Regions from separate parts of the Rattus norvegicus genome. Here region 1 is linked to region 2. Evidence: chromatin contacts called from public Hi-C data. All regions are on one chromosome and are shown on one strand. The core of a region is the stretch at or near the end of the contact, and the rest is flanking DNA. Distances in the headings are between cores, read along the strand shown.

Region 1 (5,895 bases), core at 683-3,182, 170 kb after region 2:
ACGCACCTTCCAGCCCGCAGAGCTGTTGCTGTCGCCCTTATCCTTGAAGTAGGGCACACAGCGCACCATCCACTCGTAGATCTGGGACAAAGTGAGCCGTTTGTCCGGGGAGCTCTCGATGGCGCGGGTGATCAGGTCAGCGTAGGACAGGTTCCCCCAGGCATTCCGCCGCGAGGAGCATTTCCTCGGTTGCCCAGAGCCCCCAGCCGCCCCCGGCTGCGGCGGTGGCAGTGGCTGCTGAGGCTGCAGCTGCGTCTGCGTGCCCCCACTCAGCGCGCCTGCGGAGGACGCTGGCCCCGTCCCGAGGTCCTGCCCTCCGGGAGACAGCAGCCTGGCCGAATCTTCGAGGAGCAGCCCGGAGCCCAGCGCACTGCTCACGCCGCCACCGATCACCATGGCCGAGCTGCCTCGGCCGCCGCTGTCCTCGTCGTCTTCATCGTCGTCCTCCTCGGGGATCATGGAGTCTGCCGCCGTCTCCCCCGAGGGCTTGGCCGGGCTCGCCTGCAGCTCCGGCCTCTGCAGGGGCCACGTACAGGAGCGTGGCCGACTCTGTGGCTCGAACTCTGGGTCCAGCTCCACTTCGAGCGGAGAGAGCGGGACCGGGGAGGCTGGTGCCTCTGCCATCTTCGCTGCCTGCCCGCCGCCCGCGGCTTGGGCTCTTGCTCTCTCCTCTCGCGCCCAGGCTGGGTGCGGCGGGGGAGGGACAGGGCGCCGCGAAGGCTCGAGCTCCAGCTACCTAGGGAAGCGCGAAGAGAGAGTTGGTTATCCCGTGCAGGAGCCTAGTCCACGGAGACTCCTCGCCCGCGGCCGCCACCTAGAACGGATAGACCTGGGGACGTGCGTCCCGCGAACCTGGCGCAGCAGACGCCGCCCCCTGGACAGGCCGCCCCGGAGACGCGAGCGAATCGACGGCCGCGCGCGGGGCAGCCCCCTCCCCCGCTGCCGTCGCCAGAACGGCAGGTCTCTCCCGGGCTGGGTGGCGGGGCGGAGGGGGGAGGGGTGCCCCGGGGGAAGGGTGGCCGCGCGCCTGAGAGAGTGGGCGGCCTCCCGACCCCAACAGCACAGCAGTGGTCGGAGGGCGTGCGTGCGTTTGTTTACGTTTGGCTCCCGCCCGCTCAAGTGCCTCCCGCGGAGGCGCAGCCGAAGTCAGCAGAGTCCTGGGCTCTTCTCCGGTTCCCCGGCCCTGCGAGCCTCCTCCTCCCCCCGCTGCACACCCCTCCCAGACCAGTGGCCCCCTAGGGCTGGCGCAGGCAACTCCCGTCTTTTCCTCTCCACCCGCGGACCAGCAGGGCGAGCGTGGGGTCTGGGTGCAGACCTGCCAGGGTGACTTCCAACGAGAGAGGACCGACCCCGCAGGACCCGCTAAGAAGATCTGAGGTGTATTTTCGCGGGGACGTGGGGCCCTCCGCCCCCTTCCAGGTCAGAAACGGGAAGGAGGAAGCAAGTGGGAACATAAATCTTCCAACAGGTCGGGAAGCGCCAAATCTCTCGGACTGCAAGAAAACCCGGACCAGCACGTTCATCACCTCCTTGCTCCCGCTGCTGCCATCTTGACAGTTCCCCCCTTCCCTCAAGTCCTTTAAAGACACTAGCGGGAGAGAAGGGGGAGAGCACACCGAGTCACGGGGAGGGAAAGGGAAGCGCCTGGCCCAGCTCGGAAACAGATCCGGAGTCACTGGAAAGGCGGCCGCCCCGCTGCACAGCTCCAGCGCCTACCTCGGCTCCTTCCCTTCAGGGACGAGGCGGGAGGGCGTACGATTCCGCGCGAGCCCAGGGCACCGCGACGAGGGGACGCTCGGGCCGCCGCCGCAGCCCGCCGGAGGAACCGCCTGTCAGCCTGTGCTGCGCCGCCGCCTTCCACATTCCTCCTCCTCCCTTCCACGAGCAGGGCGGCCGCGGCAGCAGCACAAAGTTATAGACACTCGCAGGGAGCCTCAACCTAGGCTGACGGCGGGGCGGGTCCCCGCCCAGGGGGAGGGCTGGGGCGGGGGCCGGGAGTGCTGCTGTGCGTGCGTGTGGGAGTGCGCGTGTGTGCGCACTCGCGCCTGCGCGGGGCTGCGGGAGTGGGGGTCGGGCGCGCGGGTCGGGACTCGGCCGGGCTCCGGCAGCCCTCGGTGCCCGGGTCACACACTCTGGAATCGCAGCAGCCCACGCTGGCCCGGGACGGGAGGCCAAGTCGGAGCACACCGCTGGGCGCCGCCGCGCGCCCTCTCTGCCTCGGGCCCTGCGTTTGCCTCTTGGGTCCCCGGCCTGCCCGTGGGTGCGTGGGGTCGGAGCCCGCCCCAGTATTGGGTTCCTCATTAGAACCTGACACCAGGTAACACCCGAGATAAGACGCCAGCCGCAGGTGACAGGGGTTACCTTGGCGTGGAAACACTGGCCGGCGAAGATAGCGGTGCCTTTCATCAGGCACCAAAAGGTGTGGACTGGACCCTCACCTGGGACGCCCAGCGACAGTCGTGCTTCGCTTTTTCACGGATTTGAAGGCAAACCGGAAAAGCGTAGCTCAGGAGGAAAAGTGCAGTGCGCCCCAGTCTAAACGCAGAAGCAGCAGATACCTAACTGGAAGCGGGCAACAGTTTTCTTAGGATAAAGCAGCCGGCTACGTGCTTGACTTTTTCAAGTCTTTAGACTTCAACTGGCGCCTTCACATTCCCTTACCCCAGGATCCGTGCCACTAGGCCGTACGGGTGTGCTTTCCTGCGCCACATGCGACATGCATAACCAAAAATCTCCCCATTTTGATTCATAGGTATCTTTCAAAACAAAACCCTCTCAGTCACTGCAGCTAAAGTCTGGGCTCCGCGACAACCCTATACCCCAAAACAGTCAGCCTAGAAGAGCCTGCAGGGGCCGCCCACCCCGAAACTCCGGCCTCCAGGCTTTACGCGCGGCCCGTCACTCAAGTGACGTGGGGCCCCGCCCCTGCACCAAGCTAGTTCGACGGGTACAAACAGATGATGTCATTGTCTCTACACGCGCGTGACCCCGGAGCCCTGCGCCGCGTCGCCATTCGCTGCGCGGCTTCCTCGTCAAGCCACGCCGAGCGCTGACTGGCCGCCGCCGCTAGTCTCCGGGCTCCAGACGCCCCTCTCTCTCCCCTTCGCCCCCGCCCCCAGCAAATAATAAACAATCGAGTAAAATTGGAAGGACAGAGGGGAGGGAGAGCGAAGGCGCTCCGGGACGCAGCCTTCGGCGCGCAGGTGACCGGAGGACTAGAGGAGGACTGTGCGGGGAGGAGGGAAAGGAGGTAGGGAGCGGACCTGGGCGGCCACGCTCCATCAGGGCAAGAAACTTGCAGAACCTCGGCGAGGTCAGCCTGATAGGGTAGCGGGCGTTAGGACCCCAGGGCCCAGGAGAGATGGGCTGGGCGGAGCCTGGCGGGCTGGGCGGGGCCTGGCTACGCAGAAGCCCGTGGGCGGAGCCTGGCGGCACGTGCGGGAGGAGGGGGCGCGTTGCTCAGGCTCGCCCAGGACGCGCAGCCTCCGCGGCTGGCGCGCTTGTTTACCAGCACACGTGTGTGTTATTTTCGAAATGGAATGTGAGGCTGGCGGGCGCGTGGGGCCGCCCGCGTCGGCGGAGGGACGGGGTGAGGCCCGCGCTGCCGCAGCCTCCCCGGGCACTGTTTGCGAGGCAGCCCGGCTGGCTCGTAACGCGCTTCCCGCGTAGCCCGGAGGTTCCGGCCACGCATCTGGACGGCGAGATTCTCGCGCTACCTAAGCAGCTGCGGAGACCAAGGGCGCCGAACGAAAAGCGCTGCCTCTCTCGCGTGCTCTTGGGGCTCCTGCCTTCGCCAGAACAAAGCCACAGCCTTAGGTACACTCCAGTGCACCCACCTGGACCACGAGGTGGACTCTGCGTGGTCTGTGCCCTTGCTCCAAGTATCCCCAGTCCTTCGGGCTGCATGGCTCGGCCCATTTACGAGTAAATACAGTTCCGTCGCCTCGGCTTGTCTTGGGAAAGGGAAGCTGAAGAGAGGAATTCTGCCTTCTAGGGTTGCTATCTACCTTAGGACCCACCCCTGTCCTTTGGAATCTGCTCCGCTAAGAAGCCCGGAACTTGATTTTGATTAACAGCCTGGCAATGAGGGATCGCAAATTCGGCTTCCAGTGCCTGTACCCCTAAATGGGTGGAGATTTACGCAAAGAGGTTAGGGTTTATTACCCGGAATCTGGTGTTGGGCTCTATGCCCAGAACCGACGCTTTGCAGTGTGCAACGCAAACCCCAAAGACTTCACTCACTGTTTTTCACACACACACACACACAAACACACACGCCATGAAAGAAAGCTATGCATCTGCAAGTCTAAGCAGTTCGTCCCATTAGAGTACAGTCCCGCAAAAGTAAAAAGAATATGTTAACACTGGCTCGCTCTGAACCATTAGGTTTTTACTGTAAACACGCTGTGTTCTTTTACACAATGCATATCCTAAGAGCATGCAAAAATGTGCGGCATTATAAGAGTTTGTGGATTCATTGAGAGCACTCTGACCCTGACATTAAGGGAATGGGGACCAGACACTCGATGCCATTTCTCTCAAAGACTTAGTCTTACTTGGTGCCACAAGATATATATAAAAGTTCATTATTTCAAGAGTTTGAAATCAGTGCAAGACAAACCAAGGACATGTACAAAATGTTAGTTAACTGTCAGATGTCTGTGTTTCACGCAGGGATTTATCCCTGAGGTTACTTCCTATGGGAAAACTCACACGCAGGCATGCACTGAGCCTTAGATATCATTCCTCTGATTTTTCCTTTGCCTGCCCTTCGTAGACCTCCTGATCTATCTCCATTTCTCCTCACCATCTTTGTTTTCACCTAAACTTTATTATTGTAGGAAAACTGAGGACATACAGTGAGTGTTGGCCCAGTCGAACACCCACGTTATCTTTAAGGCAGACTTCTCCGTTTGCCTGTTGAAGACTGGGTGGGTCTCTTGTAGTCCAGGCTGGCCTTGAACTCATTATGTAGCTAAGGTCAGCCTTCAATGTCTGATCCTTTTACCTCCTGGGTCTCCACCATGACAGATACACCCAGCTAAGGTTTAAAAAAAAAAAAGTCATCAAAACTTTCCCCACCTCTTCCTTACTGTGTTTTGTTTTTTGTTCTTTTCTTTTCTTTTTTCTTTTTTTTTTTTTTTCCGGAGCTGGGGACCGAACCCAGGGCCTTGCGCTTGCTAGGCAAGCGCTCTACCACTGAACTAAATCCCCAACCCCACTGACAGTGTTTTGTATATTTTTTTTCTTTGAATGATTGAATGATTTAAGGTGGTGGTTATGATCCATTTTTTCTATAAATTCAGGTACTAGAGGAACAGAATTTTAAACTTTAACCTGAGTAAGATGAATAAAAGCATTTGAATACCTAGCTGTGACGGGGGCTGGGAAGAGGTACAGGCTCAGCCTCCTTAGGAACCTCTGTGGCAAACTTAGCACAGGCAGGCAGGCAGGTCCTGGTGCTCCACTCCAAGCCCACAGCCTAAGTTCTTGGTGCAGAGCATGGTGCACACCAAAAAGTGCTTCCTTTTCTTCAGAGTTGGCTCCTATGTTTTCTCAACAAATATGTGGCCCAGCTTAAAAAAAAATATATGAGAGCCCCCAGTCCTGCCCTCTGTTCTCCCAGCAAACCGGTCATAGTGGGATGTCTTGCTTAAACATTGGGTAGCGACAGTCATAGTGTCCCGTGGGACGTCATTCCGGTCAATTTTTGTCCTCGCTTGCTCCTGAGAGAACCTACAACTCCTGTCTTCTCATTTGCTGTCACAGACTTGCCCTGATAACATGCTCTGGGAAGCCGCTAACAGTGACAGCCTGGAGCCCGGACACTGTGGGAGGATGCTAAGTGGAGCTGAGTTCTGCTTTGCCGTTGGGAGCACTCACTCACTCAATGAT
Region 2 (6,007 bases), core at 332-2,831:
GGAGATTGAGCAAGCCAATGGAGCCCCTTGTGCTTCAGTTCCTGCCCTGAGTTCCTGTTCTGGTTTCCCTTCATTATGGGCTGGAAGTGGTAAACCAAAATAAAAACCCTGTCCTCCCCGTGTTGCTTTTGGTCTTAGTGTTTATCACAGGAAAGTAGGGTGCTGCTCCTGGCCTAAAACCCTAAGCGTCATCACAGATCCCAAATGCCTTCCCAACACATCCGGCACTCCATCAGCCTCGTAAAACAAAGAACGGAACTTTACCAGACCCTACAAACTCATAGAAGGGCAGAGAGGTTTCAAATCCACAGCCAAAAGCTTCGTGTCTGCTACAGGCGATGGGGACTCTTGAGCTGGTGGACAGGGGCGGGTTGCCGAAAAGGGTCATGTTGTCAGTACTTTCTTTCTTCAGAATCCGGAGCACAGACGGCCACCATTTTGCCAAGAAGCGAGATGGGGGGAGGGGCGTTATAAGAGTGCCTAGTTTCCCCTTCATCTGCTTGTCTCCAACTTCTATTCTGTGCCTCCAGCCGTTGCCATATGTTCACAGATTTCAGAGCCACAATAAACGCCTTTGCTCATCTTCAGCATCCCCATCCAATCTCATCACGACGCCCTGCTCCCTCCGCTCCCTCCCTTTCTGCGTTCAGGGCAGCCATAGAGAACAGTCCACACTCCACATTCACAAACCGGGGGCTTAGTCCGAGCCTTCAACCTTGGTTTGAGACGGGGTCTCTTATGTCGTTTTTTTCCCCCACCGTGTACACCGGACTACCCAGCCACTCTCTGAGTTCCCAGGGTTCTTTGGTCCCTGCCTCTCATCTCCCTCATAGGGCCATTGAGCGTACGGACATGCCCCCGGGGTTTTCCTTGGTTCTAAGGGATTTGAACTCAATCCTCATGCTCATGCAACAAATGCTTTTACCCAGTGAGCCCAGCTTTGTGGATTCTAACGGTTGATACTTAAGAGTTGAACCTTCCAGAGAGAACTCACAAGTTTGCGCAGCTAAGGAAAAGGCTCATGAATGTCACCACCATGAATGTCACCACCACCACCACCACCACACACACACACACACACACACACCCATGCTTCCTCTGCACCCTGTCTTCCCCCTCTATACAGGGTTACTCTGTGTAGCCCTAGCTGTCTTGGAACTCACTTTGTAGACCAGGCTAGCCTCGATCACAGTGACCTGCCTGCCTCTGCCTCCTGATGCTGGGATTAAAGGCGTGTGCCACCACCATCTGGCTCCCTTTTTTAAAAAAAATTCACATATCCTTCCATTAGCAGCCTCTCACACAAGATAGGAAATGGGCCTTAGGTGCTCATTAGGGCCTCAGCCCACTTGTGCTTGAGAGTGAAAAGTAAGACCGAGATCCACGAGGGGTGACAGAAAGGGACCGCTTCCGGTCTGTTGCAGCCTTCTCCACTAGGCTGGCAGAGTCGTTCCCTTTCTCTTTCAACCCATGACAACATCCAATTTTTTGCAAAAGCTCTTGGGGAAGAAAGCCTGACCTAGCCACCCCCACCTCCAGGATCCCAAACAGGCCAGCCCAGCCCCTGGGATGTCTGCCCAGTACTCTGGCCTCAGAGGAGCTGCAGGCTTCCAGAATGGAGTTGGAGCCTCTCCACATATAAAGTCGGCTCCTAAGGGATGAAGCGGAACCCCACACCTGCTCCCTGCCACAGCTCAGAAGGCTGGAGGATACACAGGGACTGCAAACTCAAGCGAAGAAAGGAAGGCTAGAAAACAGTTCGTGTCTCCCCTGTTCTTCCCCAGGGAGACCAGGAGCTTCACGAACCAGGCTTCTCTCAGTGGAGCAGGGGACAGTGGGGGAACTCCCAGGGAAGCATGACAGGAAGGGTGGAATGATCCAGAAAAGCAACTGAAACCACTGCTTTTGTGTGTGAGCCAGCTTGTGGGTTTCTATGACTTGTCCCCACCCTTGTCAGTGAGAAACGCAACCCGGTTTCCACTCAGTATTTCCTCAGGGACCACAAGTGGCTTCCCAGCCTGCAGGCCCCAGATGACCTAGTCCACAGCTCTCTCCTTGTTCCCTTTGAACGGCACCTTGCCCAGCCATGACCGTCTACAGAACTCACACAGAGAATCCCGGAAGACTGTCAAGCAGGACTCTAGGGAGGAGGCTCTAATGGCAATCACCCTACTTGATGTTGCCACGGGGACTATAGAAGGCATCTCACCTGGGACCTGCCCTGCTCCTTCTCCCATTGACACCCACAGGGCTGAACCAAGCGGCCGAGTCCGTCCTATATGACTCCTGGTCACACTCATGACTCACCAGACCGAGAGAGTATACACCCAGTCTGGGCAGAACCAGCTGAATGAGAACATGATTGGAAAGTATGGGGTCATGGCTTCAAGAGAGGGTATCAACCCCAAGAGCTATACAGCAGCCATGCTGGGCCTTGCAAGGCAAAAGCAGGAGGGAAGGAGTGGGGATTGGTTACTATTAGATCTATTCTCACATCCTCCCCTGTGAGGCTTTCGGGTGTCCAAGCCTCTCTCCAGCTTGGTGCCTTCCCCAACTCCCCCAGGTTTTTTTTCTTAATGTACTTCCAGAAAAGCTCCTACTAAGGCAGTGAGTCACCATTTCCTGAGCACACCCTCCTTATCTTGTTTGCATTTTCTTCTCACACTCTTCCCTGGGAGAGGGTATCATCTGCATGTTATGGCTAAAGCAGCCCAGGTCATAGCCTCTCAAGGTCTCCAGACAAAGGGTGGGGGTTGGGGGGGTGGGGGTGGGGTATAGGGAAGGTGGGGGGTGGGGTGGGGTATAGGGAAGGTGGGGGATGGGGGGGAGCAGGTCATTAACCAGGACCCAGCATGGCCACACCCCCTAACCTCACCCCCTAACCTCAAAAGAACACTTCTGATGCAAGCAGGGTTTTTGATTTTGTTGTTATCTTTTTAATTGCAGTGGGACCTCTCAGCCCAGTCATGACCCAAGTTTCTGGACACTTAACTGTTGTCAAAGATCAACCTGGAAGTTGGAATTCAGTGTCTCGTGCAAAGGGAAGCAGGTAGGGACATGGACTCTCATGGGTGTATGCGATGTGAAAGCCAACGTTATTAAGAATGAGTGGGGGACCAGGTGTAGTGGCATATACCTTTAACCCCAGCCCTTGAGAGCTAGAGGCCGGTAGATCTCTATAAAATTCAAAGCCAGCCTGGTCTACAAAGAGGATAGGGCTACACAGAGAAACCTTGTTTCAAACAAAACAAAAAGGAAACAAAACAACAAAAGAACTAGAGGCCAGGGAGACATTGGGGGAGGGATAAAGGGGTAAATGAAAGACACTGCTGAAAGCTAGAGGTTTCCCTGGGAGGAAAGAGCTCGATTTTCCTTTGTCTGTGAGTTTTATAAGGAAACTGGACAAAAGCTGAGCTGACCTCTTTTGAGACTGATTAGTTCTCTCCCTCTTGTGCACCAAGCCAAAGAAGGGCCCACATGCTCTACCATGCCCAACCAGGGAGAAGATTGCGTGTTTTTCTTAAGCTGTCCACCCAGTGCAGGGGAGTTAAAACTGCTCTGGACATCCCTGAACCCAGCTTTGACCTTGAGTGGCTAACTGTTAAGTCACTGGCCAGCTTTACTACCCTCGGACCCTGTAACTGTCTGGGGCACCGTTAATTACACTCAGCTCTCTCTGCCCTTGAATTTACAAGATCAGCTGGTTGGTTGCTTTACCAGGGCAAACAGTTAACTCTGTCAGGACCACCAAGCTGCAGTTCCTCTTGGTGAGCTGGTGTTCAGCTCCTTGTCTGTGGAGGTTTCTGTGGTTTTGGAGCTGTGAGCATCACCAGAAGCCAGGCTGTATGAAGTACTTGGTGCCTTTGATATGCTTTTCAGGAGCTTTAAAGGGCTCAGAGCCCCATCTTTCCTCCTACCTGCCTAGCTTGGTTATCTCACCTCTAGCTCAAGCCTCCTAATTTACCTTCCCCTTCCTCACTACCTCACACACTGCTGTTTTAACCCTTAATCTTCCTTTAAACTTCTCTGTTCTCGCTGTAACCTATGAGAGCAACAGGCAGTTTTCACAATTGGCCCTTGCCCCTGCTATCTACAGAGAGCTGTCTCCAGCCCCAGGTACAGGAAAAGAAGCCCCAGCACCAAAGAGAAAAACCTCAAAAACACACACTTCCAGGCACACCCGTGGGTTTCAAGGTGGCATCGGGAGCTCCACCTCACCATTTGCCATGGTCCCCAGCCCCCGGTCTTTGGGAACAGGATGCATTGCCGCACCTTCCTGGAGAACCATTCCCTTACAGAGCTATACAAAGCTACAGTGTTGCCATAGTTTATCATGCTGTGCTTTTCTCTCTCTCCGGGGCACCAGTGATAACGATGAAAGGTAACACTGGGCCTAATCATCCCTCTGGTGATTTCTACGCCAATTAATTAGGACACTGCAACTGCTTTGGTTTTGGTTTTGGCTTTGGCTTTTGGTTTTTTGGTTTTCTTCCCCCACCCCTGCCATTTTTTTAATCCACAGCTCTTCGGAAGCATCAATTCAAATATGGTGCTAGAAGTAGAATGTCTCCCCAATATGCGTGAGGCTCTCGGTTCAAATTCCAGTAAAAAAGAAATACATTTGACTCGGATAACACACAATTCATTCGTCTAAAATGCTCGGTTCTTTATTTTTGACATATTGATGTAATTTTTTCATTGTTATATAAAAGTTACTATTAAAAAAAAGCCTAGGGTTGGGGATTTAGCTCAGTGGTAGAGCGCTTGCCTAGCAAGCGCAAGGCCCTGGGTTCGGTCCCCAGCTCCGGGGGAAAAAAAAAGCCTATATAAATATGGCTATGTGAAATTAACTGCAGTGGCTTTAATTGCAGTCACAATGTACTTCTCGGGGGTGCCTCTCTCTCTCTCTCTCTCTCTCTCTCTCTCTCTCTCTCTCTCTCTCTTCCCTCCCTCGTTCACTCTCCAAGAGAAAGGCCCTCTCTCCTGTAATGCTTTCTTTGCTCTGCACAAAAGGCCTAGACTAGAAGGTTTGATCCAGCATGAATTTCTGCTGCTGCCAAGTTCCTCTGACAGGACTTCCAGCTTTGAGGGTGTTTCCAGAGTGCTAAGCCCACTGCCTTAGGGCCAGGCTGTGGCTCCTCAGTCCGAGGTCCTATATTTGCAGTCACCAGTGAGAGTCAGCAGAACGACTTTGAGGGATAAAAACTTCCCACTGTGCTGGCCCTGAGCAGACATCCAGATGCCGGACTTTGAGTGTTCGCTTCCTTCTTCTCATCTCCTTGGCCTGTAGTTTCATACTCGTCCTGACTCCTGTGAAAAGAGGCTTTCTGGAAACTGAGTCTGCTTGGGTGCCAATGTGGATGCTGTGTTTTCACGACTGTGGGGAGGGTGACTCCTGAGTAGCGCTAGACTCTTACCTCTGTGGTCCAGGGGTGTAGGAGGACCCTCCTCTTGAAGTCTTCTCAGGAAGGGAAGAAAGCCTTCTGGAAATGAGAGTGTAGTTTGCAAGCCACCCGACAGACACTAGTAAGAGCATTTCCCGAAGGTTCTGCCACCAAGTGCATCCTCTGGGGCTGTCATTACTGCCACTGGCCGTTAACATGGGCAATCGACAGACGAGATCCCTGGTGAGGATCTTCTGTGTAATTAAATGTACGAGCGTGTCCTCCCACAAAAGAGAGGGCAAAAAGCTCCTGTCTGTAAATGACTTTCCCTAATCCTGAGTGACAGCATGCTGTTGCTAGGCACCTATTTTTTTTTTTTTTCTGCCTTTCAAAAAGAAAGTGACTAATAGGGTCAATTCAAAGCTAGTGTGCAGGTAGGCCGTTATTCCTATGCTTTGATTCCCTTTAAAATATTATCTACCAAAACTTGGACTATGTGCTTATATGCAAATTAGACTTAAAGGGGGAAGAATGGAGATGTCTTTGCTCTTGAAAATCATATTTATAAGGTTAACAAGATTTATATATTACATTAGGGAGCTGGGGTTAAAATACAAGACTTT

Evidence for each region. Hi-C and Micro-C count contacts between places; a contact is called where the count stands out from the background.
Region 1: a Hi-C map of psoas muscle shows a contact between it and region 2, with 2.2 times the contacts expected there. The contact joins the promoter of Foxo3 here to the enhancer-like site in region 2. A contact is called at or near these places in 2 of 12 Hi-C or Micro-C datasets (hepatocytes and psoas muscle) and 1 of 1 datasets of contacts at active chromatin or transcription factors (oligodendrocytes).

Annotation. Positions count from the first base shown.
Region 1 is chr20:47,344,913-47,350,807 of GRCr8, forward strand. It overlaps Foxo3 (forkhead box O3), which reads right to left and starts at 1,933. Exons shown (of 4, transcript NM_001106395.1): 1 at 1,717-1,933; 2 at 7-736. The coding sequence starts at 624.
Region 2 is chr20:47,173,065-47,179,071 of GRCr8, forward strand. No RefSeq gene overlaps it. Among named protein-coding and RNA genes, the nearest start is that of Trnas-aga, 30 kb to the right of the region's middle. Within about 2 kb of position 1,582, at least 31 of the 93 cell types and tissues checked have an H3K27ac peak or open chromatin away from gene starts, as enhancers often do.